Regions from separate parts of the Triticum aestivum genome. Here region 1 is linked to region 2. A link is a contact called in public Hi-C data. All regions are on one chromosome and are shown on one strand. Each heading gives the region's core, a stretch centred on a gene start, on an enhancer-like site or on the middle of the called end of the contact. The rest is flanking DNA. Distances are from core to core; before and after follow the strand shown.

Evidence for each region. Hi-C and Micro-C count contacts between places; a contact is called where the count stands out from the background.
Region 1: a Hi-C map of leaf shows a contact between it and region 2, with 9 times the contacts expected there. The contact joins the promoter of LOC123071954 here to the promoter of LOC123071953 in region 2. A contact is called at or near these places in 3 of 5 Hi-C or Micro-C datasets (all in leaf) and 1 of 1 datasets of contacts at active chromatin or transcription factors (leaf).

Annotation. Positions count from the first base shown.
Region 1 is chr3B:713,992,122-713,998,396 of IWGSC CS RefSeq v2.1, forward strand. LOC123071954 (transcription factor bHLH77) reads right to left here and starts at 1,392. Exons shown (of 8, transcript XM_044495535.1): 1 at 90-1,392. The coding sequence starts at 722.
Region 2 is chr3B:713,498,046-713,504,792 of IWGSC CS RefSeq v2.1, forward strand. It overlaps LOC123071953 (AP-4 complex subunit epsilon), which reads left to right and starts at 5,451. Exons shown (of 11, transcript XM_044495534.1): 1 at 5,451-6,251. The coding sequence starts at 5,649. It overlaps LOC123071951, which reads left to right. Exons shown (of 13, transcript XM_044495533.1): 6 at 39-169; 7 at 645-698; 8 at 1,410-1,569; 9 at 2,019-2,238; 10 at 2,804-2,911; 11 at 3,210-3,335; 12 at 3,542-3,593; 13 at 4,146-4,691. The coding sequence ends at 4,298.

The sequences.
Region 1 (6,275 bases), core at 142-2,641, 490 kb after region 2:
GACGACGGTGGTGCTCGTCGGGTGAGATCATCGACGTTTCGCTCCTTCGAGAACTGAACTGAGCGGAATTCTGTTCGCGCGCGGCGTACCTTGGCGAGGAGATCCTTGGCGGAGGTGGTGGACATGGAGGCGTCCTTGCCCTTCCCCTTGCTGCCGCCGGCGGCCTTCCGCTTCCTCGCATTGCCGTCGGAGCCCCCCTTGAGCGCCATCCCCGCGCCGGCCGACGCCGGATCGGACACCGACGAGTCGTCCCGGGCACTCCCGAGTTCCAGCTCCTTGAGCGCGCCGACGGGGCCGTCGTCCGGGAGGCCGAATTGCGCCGGGCCGCCGCCGTAGCCGCCGCGGGCGTCGAAGCCGGAGAGCCTGGCGGCGCGCTCGGCGAAGCCCGGGTCGGCGAGGAACTGGTCCAGGGATCCCATGGGCATCAGGTTCTCCAGGGTGGGCAGGCCGGCGCCCCCCACCTGCGGCGGCGGGTAGTGGTGGTTGTGGTGGCGGTACTGGCCCATCATGGAGAGGTTGAGCTTGGTGGGCGAGCCGAGCGGCGTGCCGGCGCCGTAGTGCTGCGGCCGGGGCGAGATCCCGTGGAGCGCCAGCCCCTCGGTGGCCGCCGCGGAGCCGGAGGCCGGCGAGGGGTGGCCCCCCGCGTCCATGGAGCTGTCCCAGTTAAGGTTGAGGAAGCCCGCCGTGGCCGGCGGCAGCTGGTCCGGCGGGCCGCAGTTCATCTCCCGTCCTCCCTCGCCGGAATTCCGCAAAGATCCGTCGCCGCTCGCCGCGCCCAAGCAACTGCGCCCAGCCAATCCAACCGCAGACCAAGAAACCGTCCGAATACCGAGCCCGCCGGGAGGAGGAGAGAAGAGCGCCGCGCGCGCGTGCGTGCGTTCGTGCGGTGCGGTGACGGGATGAGAGTGACGCAGGGCCCGAAGAGAGGGAGCAGAGAAGCGCGCGAGGCGAGGGAGGCAGGCAAGTAGGTTGAGCGGAGCAGCGCAGAGCAGCTCCCACCAAATCCCACTACGAGCAGGGTGGTGCTGAGATAAGGCAAAGGCAGGAGCTTTTGGTGTGCGTGACAACGCACGAATGAAGGAGGGAGAGGGGGAGGGGGGAGAAAGTGGGGAGTGGGAAAGAAAGAAGCACCTAAACCAAAGCGAAAAGCTCCCACCGCAGCCGCAGGCGAGCTAAAAGCAGAAGACGGGACGAGGTTGAGGTTGTGGGACGGAGAGTGGTGGTGGGAGACGAGTACTACTAGTAGAGTATGTGTGCGTGTATGATATAGGTCCAGGATGGCATGGGTCAAATTGGACGGGCCATGGGCATCGTCACCTCACCCTTTCCTGCCATGAAACCAGGGAGGAAGGAAGAAGCACCGGAGAGAGCTCGGCGAGGGCGGGGTTAAAAGGGCGAATGGCGACCGACGACGACGCAAACATAAAGAAACGCTGTGCTAGTAGCACAGACAAACATGGCGAAATTTGGGCCTGATAAACAAATTGTTTTACGGCTGCTTGCGCCCTGTTTTTCTGAACCTGGGATATTTTCCAAGTTTTCATTTCAATCGAGAGGTGAAGGCGATGGTCCTGAGCTGCTGATGCCCATGGAACCAATCATTAAATCGTGGAACGGGGGCGCGAGGGGACAAGCGACGCTGCTTGGTATTTTGGGTTGGATCCTACTACCACCACCACCAGCTCCTAGCCTAGCCAGCAAAATAAGGAGATTTTTAATCATCGTCACTGTCTACTTCTTCTCTTCTTTTTTTTGACGGGCATTGTCTACTACGGAGTATTTTGATTTGAGGATGCATGCAGCGGCGGCCCACTGGATTGGACGGAGCCCGGCCGGGCACTCTGTTGAGGCTCATCTCATCTGATCTGATTGGGGTTTTTAGCCCCTTCTGCGAGATGGCTTCTTTATCAAATTAGCGGGTCTCAAAACCATGTTCGTCTTCTCTTCCATTTTTTTCTTCCTCTGATTTTTCGAAGTTGTCTCTGAAATTTTACTTCCTGATTTCCTTTCTGGAATTACCTTTTTTTTCATGATAATACAGCAGCTCCATCATAATAATTACTCCTTTTCTTATATCAGTGATGGAGTCACGTCGAGCTCGGGTGAGGAGGTGATCAATCGTTATTTCTTCGGTGTCTGGTGTGGTGGTGTCGGAGGCAGGCGACGTTCGTTGATATGAAGCTCATAGATGTTCTGCTATCTTTTCAGTTTTGTCATGTCGGTCCATCACTGATATGCAGCTTTGCGGATATCCAAGGTGGCTCACCAAAGTGAGGGCCCTTACCGTTGAACGAATCAGACCGGGGCAACACCCGAACATGCCATCGAACTCCAGATCTGTCACCCCACCACGACTAAGACGCCGAAGTAGGAAATCATACCTGTCATCCATGAACCACGAATCGCGCACACGTTTCGTCTTCTAGATGTCGTTGGTGCAGACGACAATCTGCGTCCGCTCCTGGACCACCTCCCAAGCTCCGCGTGGACGCTGGAGCAAACGTCACAACGGCGGAGCACGAGGACACAGGTCCTCCACGACGATGTCGTTCTCGCCATGCCATCCTTTCTAGAACAGACTAGTTTCTAAATCCATCCCCAACCGTAGAACCGATGTCCTCGTCAAGGAAGGATCCGAAGAATCTTTAGGCCAACTCCAACGCGCGACCCCATCCTGTCCGCCCGCTTCCGTTTCGGCAAAAATGGACAGATGACATGGCCCAACGCGCGACCGCATCCTCAAAATTTGTCTGTTTGGTGTCTGGCCCGCCCCATTTCTAGCGCAAACATGCGCCCGGTTTGCGTCCACACAGACGTCGAATAGACGGGCACGCGCTTGCTGGGCGGCCGCCTTGGGGACGCGTGGCGGTCGTCCACCTACCTCCGCCGCCCAAATTCAATGTGCACGCACGGCGGGCCCCGGTTGTCATTCACACGGCAAAGGGTCGTCGTCCTTCTTAAATTGGAAGTCGTGGACCGGCCAATCCACAGTTTCCACTTCATGGCCGTCTTGCCTCCTCGAGCCCCGACACAAGCAAACCCTAGCCCCCATCCACCTCTCCATCGGCGACAATGGTGGGGCGATGGTTCCCCGGGCGCAATACGAGGCACGACCACGAGGTTGGGCCGTCGTCCGGTTGCTGTCGCCGCTCCCCCACCCCGCCTCCACCGTCCGTGTTTCATATCACGTCGGGCGGGGCCCCACCTCGCCGCGGTCGTACGTCAAGGCGGAGGTGTGCAAGCTCTACTAGGAGACGTGCACGCCGTTGCGTGGGGATATAATGATGAATTCATAAACCGTTCAGATCTGAGTTCATGGCACCCCGGTCCAAAGTGACAAGCATTAAGCATAGCAAAGTCATAGCAACATCAATCTAAGAACATAGTGGATAATAGGGATCTGGCCCTAATAAAATAACTCGATTACATGGTGAATCTCATCCAACTCCTCACCGACCAGCGAGCCTGCGAAGGAATGAGTCATTCCCGGTGGGGAGCATCATGGAATTGGTGATGGATATGGGTTGGTGATGACGAAGAACGAAGATCCCCCTCTCCGGAGCCCCAAACGGACTCCAGATCTGCCCTCCCGAGGAAGAACAGGGCTCGGCGGCAGCTCCGTCTCGTGGATCACGATAATTCTTTCTCCCTTATTTTTTCTGGAAATATGTGATTTTATAGTATCAAGGGGATCGTCTGCGGGGCCACCAGGTGGGTACAACCCACCTCGGCGCTAGGAGAGGGGGCACGCCCTGGTGGGTTGTGCCCACCCAGGTGCGCCTCTTCTGCAGGTCTTGGCTCTAGAAATTCTTATTATTGATATAAAAATCCTCGCAAAGTTTCGTTCCATTCCGAGAACTTTTATTTCTGCACAAAAATAACACCATGGTAGTTCTATTGAAAACATCGTCTGTCCGGGGTTAGTTTCATTCAAATTATGCAAATTAGAGTCCAAAACAAGAGGAAAAGCGTGAGAAAAAGTTGATACATTGGAGATGTATCAACTCCCCAAAGCTTAAACCTTTGCTTGTCCTCAAGGAATTAAGTTGATAAACTAAAAGTGAGAAAGAAAAACTTTTACGAACTCTTTTGCTCTTGTTTGCATAAATAAGCTTAAACAACACCTAGGTTTTCATCCAACATTATAACTAACCATGTCAACAGTAACATTTAAAGATTATAATGACTCATATCAATGACATAATCAGCTAGCGATCAATAATAAAATATCTCAAACAGCAACATGTTGGCAAAACAACCATGATATAATATGACAATAGTGGTATCTCGCTAGCCCTTTCTAAGACCGGAAAACATAAATGCAGAGCACCTCCAAAGTTCAAGAAACGACTAAACATTGTAATTCATGGTAGAAAAGATCCAGTCATGATGCACCCAACATTAGCTACACATAATGCATAAATCATGACAACTGTGCTCTACTCAGTTTTCTGGTGCTTGTTTTAGAAGATGGTGAAACAACATAAAAGTAAATAGATAGTCCCTTCGTAGAGGGAAACAATGATTTGCAGAGGTGCCAGAGCTCAATTTTTAAAATATAGATCAATGATATTTTAAGACATGCATCCTTCTTATTCACTTCACGACCATCAGTTATCAATATCTTCCATGCTAAGCACGCTAGTGGTGGTTCCCAAGCGATAAAAGTAAAGGTTTACTCCTCCCCCCCCCCACCATCAATCACACTCCACGGCTTGTCCGAAACAATGGGTGTTGTCCATACAAACATCAGTCTCGGGGGAGTTTTGTTTAATTGTTTGCATTTCTTAGTTCGGGACTGGGAATCCCTATTACCGCCCATTTTCTCGTGCGATGGCAAGTGAATAAACACTCGACCTGAGAATAACCCGCTTAGCATGGAAGATATCGACCACCTCCTGTTGTTCCATGAACTATCCAGGCACACGAAAAGGATAATTTTAAGAAGTTTTAGAGGTGGCACATGCAAATTTACTTAGAATGGCAGGGTAATGCCGCATATAGGTAGGTATGGTGGACTCATTTGGAATAACTTTGGGTTCAAGGTTTTTGATGTACAAGTAGAGTTCTCACTTAGTATGGGCGAAGGCTAGCAATTTAGATTGAGAAGCGGCCAGCTAGAGAGCAACAACGATCATAACCATGCATTATGCATAAGTAACATTGGACACTAGCATGAGTAGGATATGAACACCATGAACATAAATATCGTAGAGGCTATGTTGGTTTTGATTCAACTACATGCATGAACATGTGCCAAGTCAAGCCACTCAAACATTCAGAGGAGGATACCATATCATCATTACTACATCACAATCATTTTAACGCTATGTTGATATTCAAGATAAATCATGATCAACTCCCAGATACTTATGCATGGCATGAGAAACTATAATTTCTAATTGCCATTGCAAACATTTTTAATCATAATGGGCTGAATCATGGATACTAGGTTAAACATATTTACAAAAACAGAACAAGTCGAGTTCATACCAGTTTCTCCCTGCCATGACCAGTTCATCAGATGTCGTCATTATTACCTTCACTTGCACGACCGAACGATATAAAAGTAATAATAGTGCAAGAGTGCCATGGACTAAGATGGGATCTGCAAGACATTTTATTCAACAGGAGAAGACAGGGTAAACTGTGCACTTATTAGTTCAACAATTATTCATATGAGAGCCACTCAACATTTTCATCGTGGTCTTCTCCTTGGTACAACTCGAATAAAAGGAAAAGAAATTCAGGGAAACACATTGAAATATCTTTGGAGTTTTTTATTTTCTAGAACGGTCAAATAAAAGGGAAAAGCAAAAACAGGAAAAACTATTTACACGGGAAAGCTCCCAACAAGCAAAAGAAGAACAAGGAAATCTTTTTGGGTTTTCTTTTTAATTCTATTACTAAGCATGCATAAAAATTAAATTGCTACAAGAAGAAAGTTCAGGGTTTTCTTTTTATAAATTGCTACAACTAATAGAATGAAAAAGTGCAGGGTTTTCTTTTTAATTCTATTACTAATTCTTTTTGGGTTTTTTTGTAAAAAAATTCAAACACACAAGAAGAAAGCAGGAAAATAAATCTAAGCACGGATGATACAATGAAAAAGTATGAACACCGACAAATAGAATGATAAGTAGATATGAATATAATGTCGGTGGGAAACACGTACTCCCCCAAGCTTAGGCTTTTGGCCTAAGTTGGTAATCGGTCAGTAGCCTGGAGGGTAGAAGTCCGCGTGGAAGCTCACAGAGGCTCTCGGTGCGGATGCC
Region 2 (6,747 bases), core at 4,201-6,700:
CTTTCAATTATGCTAACTGATGTTTTTTTTTCCTTTAGATAAACCAAAAGATGATGCTGAGAAAGCGAAAGGTGATGACGGTCTCCCCGAGTTTCTGAAGCAGAGGTTAAAAGCAAGGGGAATTCTTAAAGACAAGGCAGCAAATGATAGCAGCATGGCTAAACAAAATGTAACTTACAGTTCTTAACTTGTTCTTAATGTCACATTTACTTTCCATCTCATTCTGGTAAAAAGGATGCATGGATGTTACAAACTGAATGTTGGTAGATGGAAAAACCTCGAACTAGTACTGGCACCATCTTAGTATTATTCAATTATATAGACAGAAAACAATTGATGTCGTGTGGGGTCTGTGTGTACGAGTGACTTAGCTGGATAGAAGATGTTAGGACATAGAAATATCAAAGCTGTATGGCAAATAAAAAATATTCTTAGTACACTGATACCTACAATAGAATCCAAAAAAATTATTGGAAAAATGCTATTTTATACCAACCGTGATATTTTTCTCTGATTGGTGTATTGAAACACATAAAAAATTGCCTTTTGTCTTTGGTATTAAGTATATTCTCTTCTGAGATCCTAAATGCACAGTTGATCCTTATCTCACGCATTCATTTTGTGCTCGTGCCACTGGATTCCAGGCAGATTCTCAAGAAGGCCACAACAAATCAGCCCAAGAGTTACCTCCTGGTTGGGTAAGTATATGCTAATATTTTTTTGTACATACCTGTCCTGTGAGGTGGTTAATAATTTTCTAGCTGATGCGCATAGCCTTCCTGATTTTCTTGGTCAATTTACAGTGCATTTATTATTTAACAAACTTGAATCTGGAGACATCAGTTTATTACTCCCTCGTTCCTAAATATAAGTCTTTGTAGAGATTCCACTATGAACCACATACGGATGTATATAGATGCATTTTAGAGTGTAGATTCACTCATTTTGCTTCGTATGTGGTCCATAGTGGAAACTCTACAAAGACTTATATTTAGGAACGGAGGCCTCCGTTCCTAAATATAAGTCTTTTTAGAGATTCCATTACAAAATACATATGGATGTATATAGACGTATTTTAGAGTGTAGATTCACTCATTTTGCTCCGTATGTAGTCCATTGTGCAATCTCTAAAAAGAATTATATTTAGGAACGGAGGAAGTACTTCTCATTTGCTAAACTTGACATGGAAGTGTATGTGGTATCTTTCAACAGCTATTATGTGCTGTATATTTGCTATATCTATGGTCAGTTGATAGTAGCAACAGTTCTTTACTTCTCATTTGCTAACCTTGACATGGAAGTGTATGTGGTATCTTTCAACAGCTCTTATGTGCTGTATATTTGCTATATCTATGGTGAGTTGATAGTAGCAACAGTTCTTTCCCCTGCATTAACTTATTTTATTTTAGGCTGAGACGAAGGATCCAACGACTGGTGCTTCTTATTTCTACAACCAAAGCACCGGAGTGACCCAATGGGATCGTCCTGGTGGTACCGTGAATACTGTGCAGCATCAACCTGCTCCATCATTGCCAGAAAATTGGGAGGAGGCACTTGACAAATCAACAGGTTTGTTAGAATGAAATATGTCATGTTTTGTCTCTGAACTCTTGGAATATTCCAAAACAATCTTCTGCTATTCCAAGGATGAAAACAAGTTGGACACAAAGCTTATAAATTTCAAGCTGACTTGTTACGTATAATATGCAGCTTAAGTAAAATTCAACCACCATCCGGTCAGAGAAACACCTGTGGCTTAAATCATGCTCGTCAAGGATATATGATGCTATTTAAATAACTTTCCCTTTTCATATGAATACATAGTATGATATTATAACTTATAAGTTGTCATGTCATGAAAATAATTTTTTGACAGATCTATTAATGCCATTTTGACAAATGTGTTAGTAGTCAAAGTTAGAGAAGTTTGTCTATATGCTTTCTAAAACCCCACATATTTCTCAACGTAAGGAGTACTTCCTTGGTGACACATTGATATGGTTTGTTCGTTATTTTAGGCCAGAAATACTACTATAACACAAAGACACAGGCAACACAGTGGGAGCCACCTACTTCTGTGAACCCAGTTATTGTGCCACAAGCATCCACCCTTGTTGCAGTTCAGCCTACCACTCAAAATACTGATCTTTGGAACCCTCACATACAAAGATGTTCAGGCTGTGGTGGCTGGGGAGTCGGTCTTGTCCAGCCGTGGGGATATTGCAATCACTGCACAAGGTACTCTGTTGATAATCTAACCTTGTAAGGTAGAATTTTTTTGTGAAGTTCTTGTGAGAGTTATCTCTATCGTGTGGATGGCGTGATCTTATCTGAAAGCACACATACTTGGATTCATATGCATCTTCAAACTACTCCCTCCTTTTCTAAATATAGGCCTTTCTAGATATTTCAATACGAATTACATACGGATGTATATGGACGTATTTTAGAGTGTAGATTCACTCATTTTGCTCCGTATGTAGTCCATATTGAAATCTCTAAAAGGGCTTATATTTAGGAACGGAGGGAGTAATGTTTATATCCTCGCAGATGCACTTGTAATCAAACACCAGATCTGACTTATGTTTGTTTTCTGTATATATTTTGACGATGACTATGGCGGGCAAAAGCCAGCCTGAACCAATTTTCATTTTCAAAAGATAGAAGGCGATACAACACAACGGTTACATAATTTCCATTTTCTGTGTATATATATAAACAACTAATACACATATGTACCAAATGTAACAAATAAACAATTTAAGGAATCTAGCTAATGTTGGCTTGTTATTCGCATCTGCAGGGTTCAAAATCTGCCTTTTCAACAGTATCCGTCTTACTCGAACAATATCGTGCCCTCAAGTGTCGCCAATGCTCCCAAAAGTCAAGGAAACATTGCAGCTAAGGACAGGTAAATGAGATTTACATTTGGCACATCAATTGGTAGCCAAATTCGGTTATGCTTCTACTCCCTACGTTCCTAAATATAAGTCTTTCTAGAGATTCCAATAGAAACTACATATGGATGTATATAGACATATTTTGGAGTGTAGATTCACTCATTTTGCTCTGTAGTCCCTATTCGAATCTCTAGAAAGACTTATATTTAGGAACGGAGGAATAGTTTATACTGCTAACCTATTTCCACCCATCATATACTTGAGCACACAAGCATCATATTATTTACCGAGTTTGTCATATGCGTGCAGATCAAGTTCAAAACCCCCTTCAGGAAAAATAAACAAAAAAGATAACCGAAAAAGAGGCCGCGCTGAGGAGGATGAGCTTGACCCAATGGATCCAAGCTCTTACTCAGATGCTCCACGGGGTGGCTGGTACATGATCTCTCTCTTCCTGGAAGCTTATTATTTCAGTTAATTTATAATCTTCCTGGCATTTGTGTTTTTTTGTTTGTTTGAGAATGGCATTTGTGGTTACTAGTTGCGATGTGCTTCAGTCTGGCTTGGCCAATCAAGGAAGAATGCATGTATATTAAGTTAACTGTCCCTGGACTGACAAGTTAATCCTCTTTCTTTGTCAGGGTTGTTGGCCTGAAGGGTGTACAGCCACGAGCAGCGGATACAACTGCATCTGTACGTCATCTGATTTGCAACTTACCTTTATCTAATCTTGACTATACTTGCCTACCCTCTGATTTTCATTTAAATGTTAAGTATCTTATCTCGGTACCCAAACACCCGCTGTAGCATAACATACTGTTTTGTTGGGAGCAAACCTTACTGCCTGGCCTACCTTCATCGTGCCAAATGGTGTGGGACTGATCTAGGACGTCTTATGTGAGATGTTGAATCAGGCTTCCACAAAGCATGGTTGTTTGAGCCTTGTAAACTGGGTAGCGCTTGTTAATTACTACTCCCTCCGTTCCAAAATAGATGACCCAACTTTGTACTAAATTTAGTATAAAGTTGAGTCATCTATTTTGGAATGGAGGGAGTATCAGTTTGTACTTCAGTGCACACTTCCCGTGTCTCTTGATCTGTTATGGGGAAGTGGGAATTATATGGAAGCCATCACACATGGGATCTCCCTAAAGAACCACAATACATGTGATTCCAAATACAGATCAAACCCTAATAATATAGTACTGAGAACAACGTGTCTTCTTTCTATGCTTTGATTAACAGGGCCCTCTGTTCCAACAAAGACCGTATCCCTCACCTGGCGCCGTGTTGAGGAAAAATGCGGAGGCGGCATCCGGCGGCGGCAAGAAACGCGGTGGTATGGCTGCGATCAGCAAAAGAGGGGATGGGAGTGATGGGCTTGGGGAAGCGGATTAAGTTTCTTAGTAAGCTTTCTCTGCAACCAGTAGATCCCGGTGGCTTTCTCTCCTTTTGGAAGTTGTTTGAAACTTTGGCCGACCGATAGCTAGCTAAAAAAGAAGCAAGTTATCAGCTGTAAATTATTACCAGGAGCAAGTCCAGTGCCGGAGAGGAGAAGCTAGTGCAGTGTGAGCTCACCTGAGGTTTTGTGCCCCATCGGCCGATAAAGCTAATATCATGGGGGAGTTTTCACTCCTGGACAGGCTACTGCAGTGTGAGTTCAGTAGGGCACTATGGTTGTTGCCTACAAAAAAGTGTGGCCATGGTATGAAATGCTTGAGTTCTGTGAATTTTGTACTGTAAACTGTAAGGTGGAATTTTTTGGTCATGCAGTATGAGATTGATTTTCTAGATTGACACGGCGAACGAGGGTCGGACGGGGTGCTTGATGTATGATAATTCATGTGTGCACGCTATTATCTACTGAAACTATTATCCTTTTGAAATTAGGTATTCATTCGTGATAATGCAGTGACTAGAGCTGATTGCGTGCCACTTGGCCACTTTCTCCCCTTTCTCTCCATCACAAGTAATTTTCTGGCTTGTGTGGCGTCCTCTCGGCAACCCTATATCTTCTGCTTTTTATTTTTTATATACTTTATTGTGGAATATGATTGATTATACACTTTTGGTGCCTGTAAATCGATGACGAAAAAAATAGTTCTCTCTGTTGGTACACGCCCCCCCCCTCCCTCTCCGTCACCGACCATGTCCCCTTCACGCGCGCGCGCACCCTCTCTCTCTGTGATGTGGCGGCTGTCGCCACCCTTGTCCCCTTTCCTCACACATGCCTCCTCCCCGGTGCTTCACCCTTCCGCGACAACACACACATAAGTGCGAAATGCCGCCAGTGCTTCACCCTTCCATGGCAACACACATAAGTGCGAAATGCCGCCGGTGCTTCACCCTTCCGCAACAACACACACATAAGTGCGCTTGTCACATTAAAAGCCGCCTTCTCCTTACACACACATATGTGCAAATTTAAACACAGTTTTACTACTAGATTGCAAATTTCTCCAACCAAAAGGATTTATCTTTGCAAAACGATGCACAATAGAACAAGGCCTCCCTTGGGAAAGCAAAAACTAACCCAAGGAAACAGCCAAAAAAGAAGGAGAAGAAAGAAAACTAGGCCGATCCCCACTCTACCCCGAGGAAACCCACCTTCCCCCTACCCGGCCGATCCAGATCTCCACTCCCTCACACCTCCCCCGTCCTCCTCGCCGGACGCCCGTCGCCGGCGGCGACCCCCCATCCTCCGCCCCCCTCCGCGTCTCCCGGCGGGCGGACGCACGCACGCACGCAATGGAGCAGCTCCGGACGATCGGGCGGGAGCTGGCGATGGGGTCGCAGGGCGGGTGGGGGCAGTCGAAGGAGTTCCTGGACCTGGTCAAGTCCATCGGCGAGGCGCGCTCCAAGGCGGAGGAGGACCGCATCATCTCCCGCGAGCTGGAGCACCTCAAGCGCCGCCTCGCCGACCCCGACGTGCCGCGCCGCAAGATGAAGGAGCTCCTCCTCCGCCTCGTCTACGCCGAGATGCTCGGCCACGACGCCTCCTTCGGCCACATCCACGCCGTCAAGATGACCCACGACGAGTCCCTCCCGCTCAAGCGCACCGGCTACCTCGCCGTCGCGCTCTTCATCGACGAGCGCCACGACCTCGTCATCCTCGTCGTCAACACCATCCAGAAGGACCTCAGGTCCGACAACTACCTCGTCGTCTGCGCCGCGCTCACCGCCGCCAGCCGTCTCATCGGGGAGGAGGCCATCCCCGCCGTGCTGCCCCAGGTCGTCGATCTCCTCGCGCACCCCAAGGAGGCCGTCAGGAAGAAGGCCGTCATGGCGCTCCACCGATTCTACCAGCGATCCCCTTCATCCGTTTCCCACCTCGTCTCCAACTTCCGCAAGGTCAGGTCCCCCCAAACATTTTACCTCATGTTCAAATTCCAATTTCTTTCCCCAACTACAATACAAGTACAGTAGAATAATTTGCCCCTCTCATGCCGAAGCTTCTTACTCCTATCTCAGAGGCGCGTGCGCTACTGTTAATTTATCTCGCTCAAAGGCACATGCGCTACTGTTAATCGTGCTAAAGCTTCATGTTTTGTACGTGTTCAATGTATATTTTGAGTTGCAGCAACTAGCTATTGCCTCTAATTGCATTTATTGAGCTTGAGCTGGATGTTAGATGTGAGTTTTGCACACCTGAGGTGTTTACTTGTCTTTCATGTCTCATGTTGCAATTCTGGTGCAAAGATGTGGGTTCACTAAGCCTGAAGACGCACATTTTCTTTATCTGTTCAATGCAATTTACTGTTTATATTTAATGTAGGATAGAGCAACTTTTTAAAACTCAAACCATGACATAGAGGGAGCTCTGATAAGCAACCACAGTGCTTCGTTG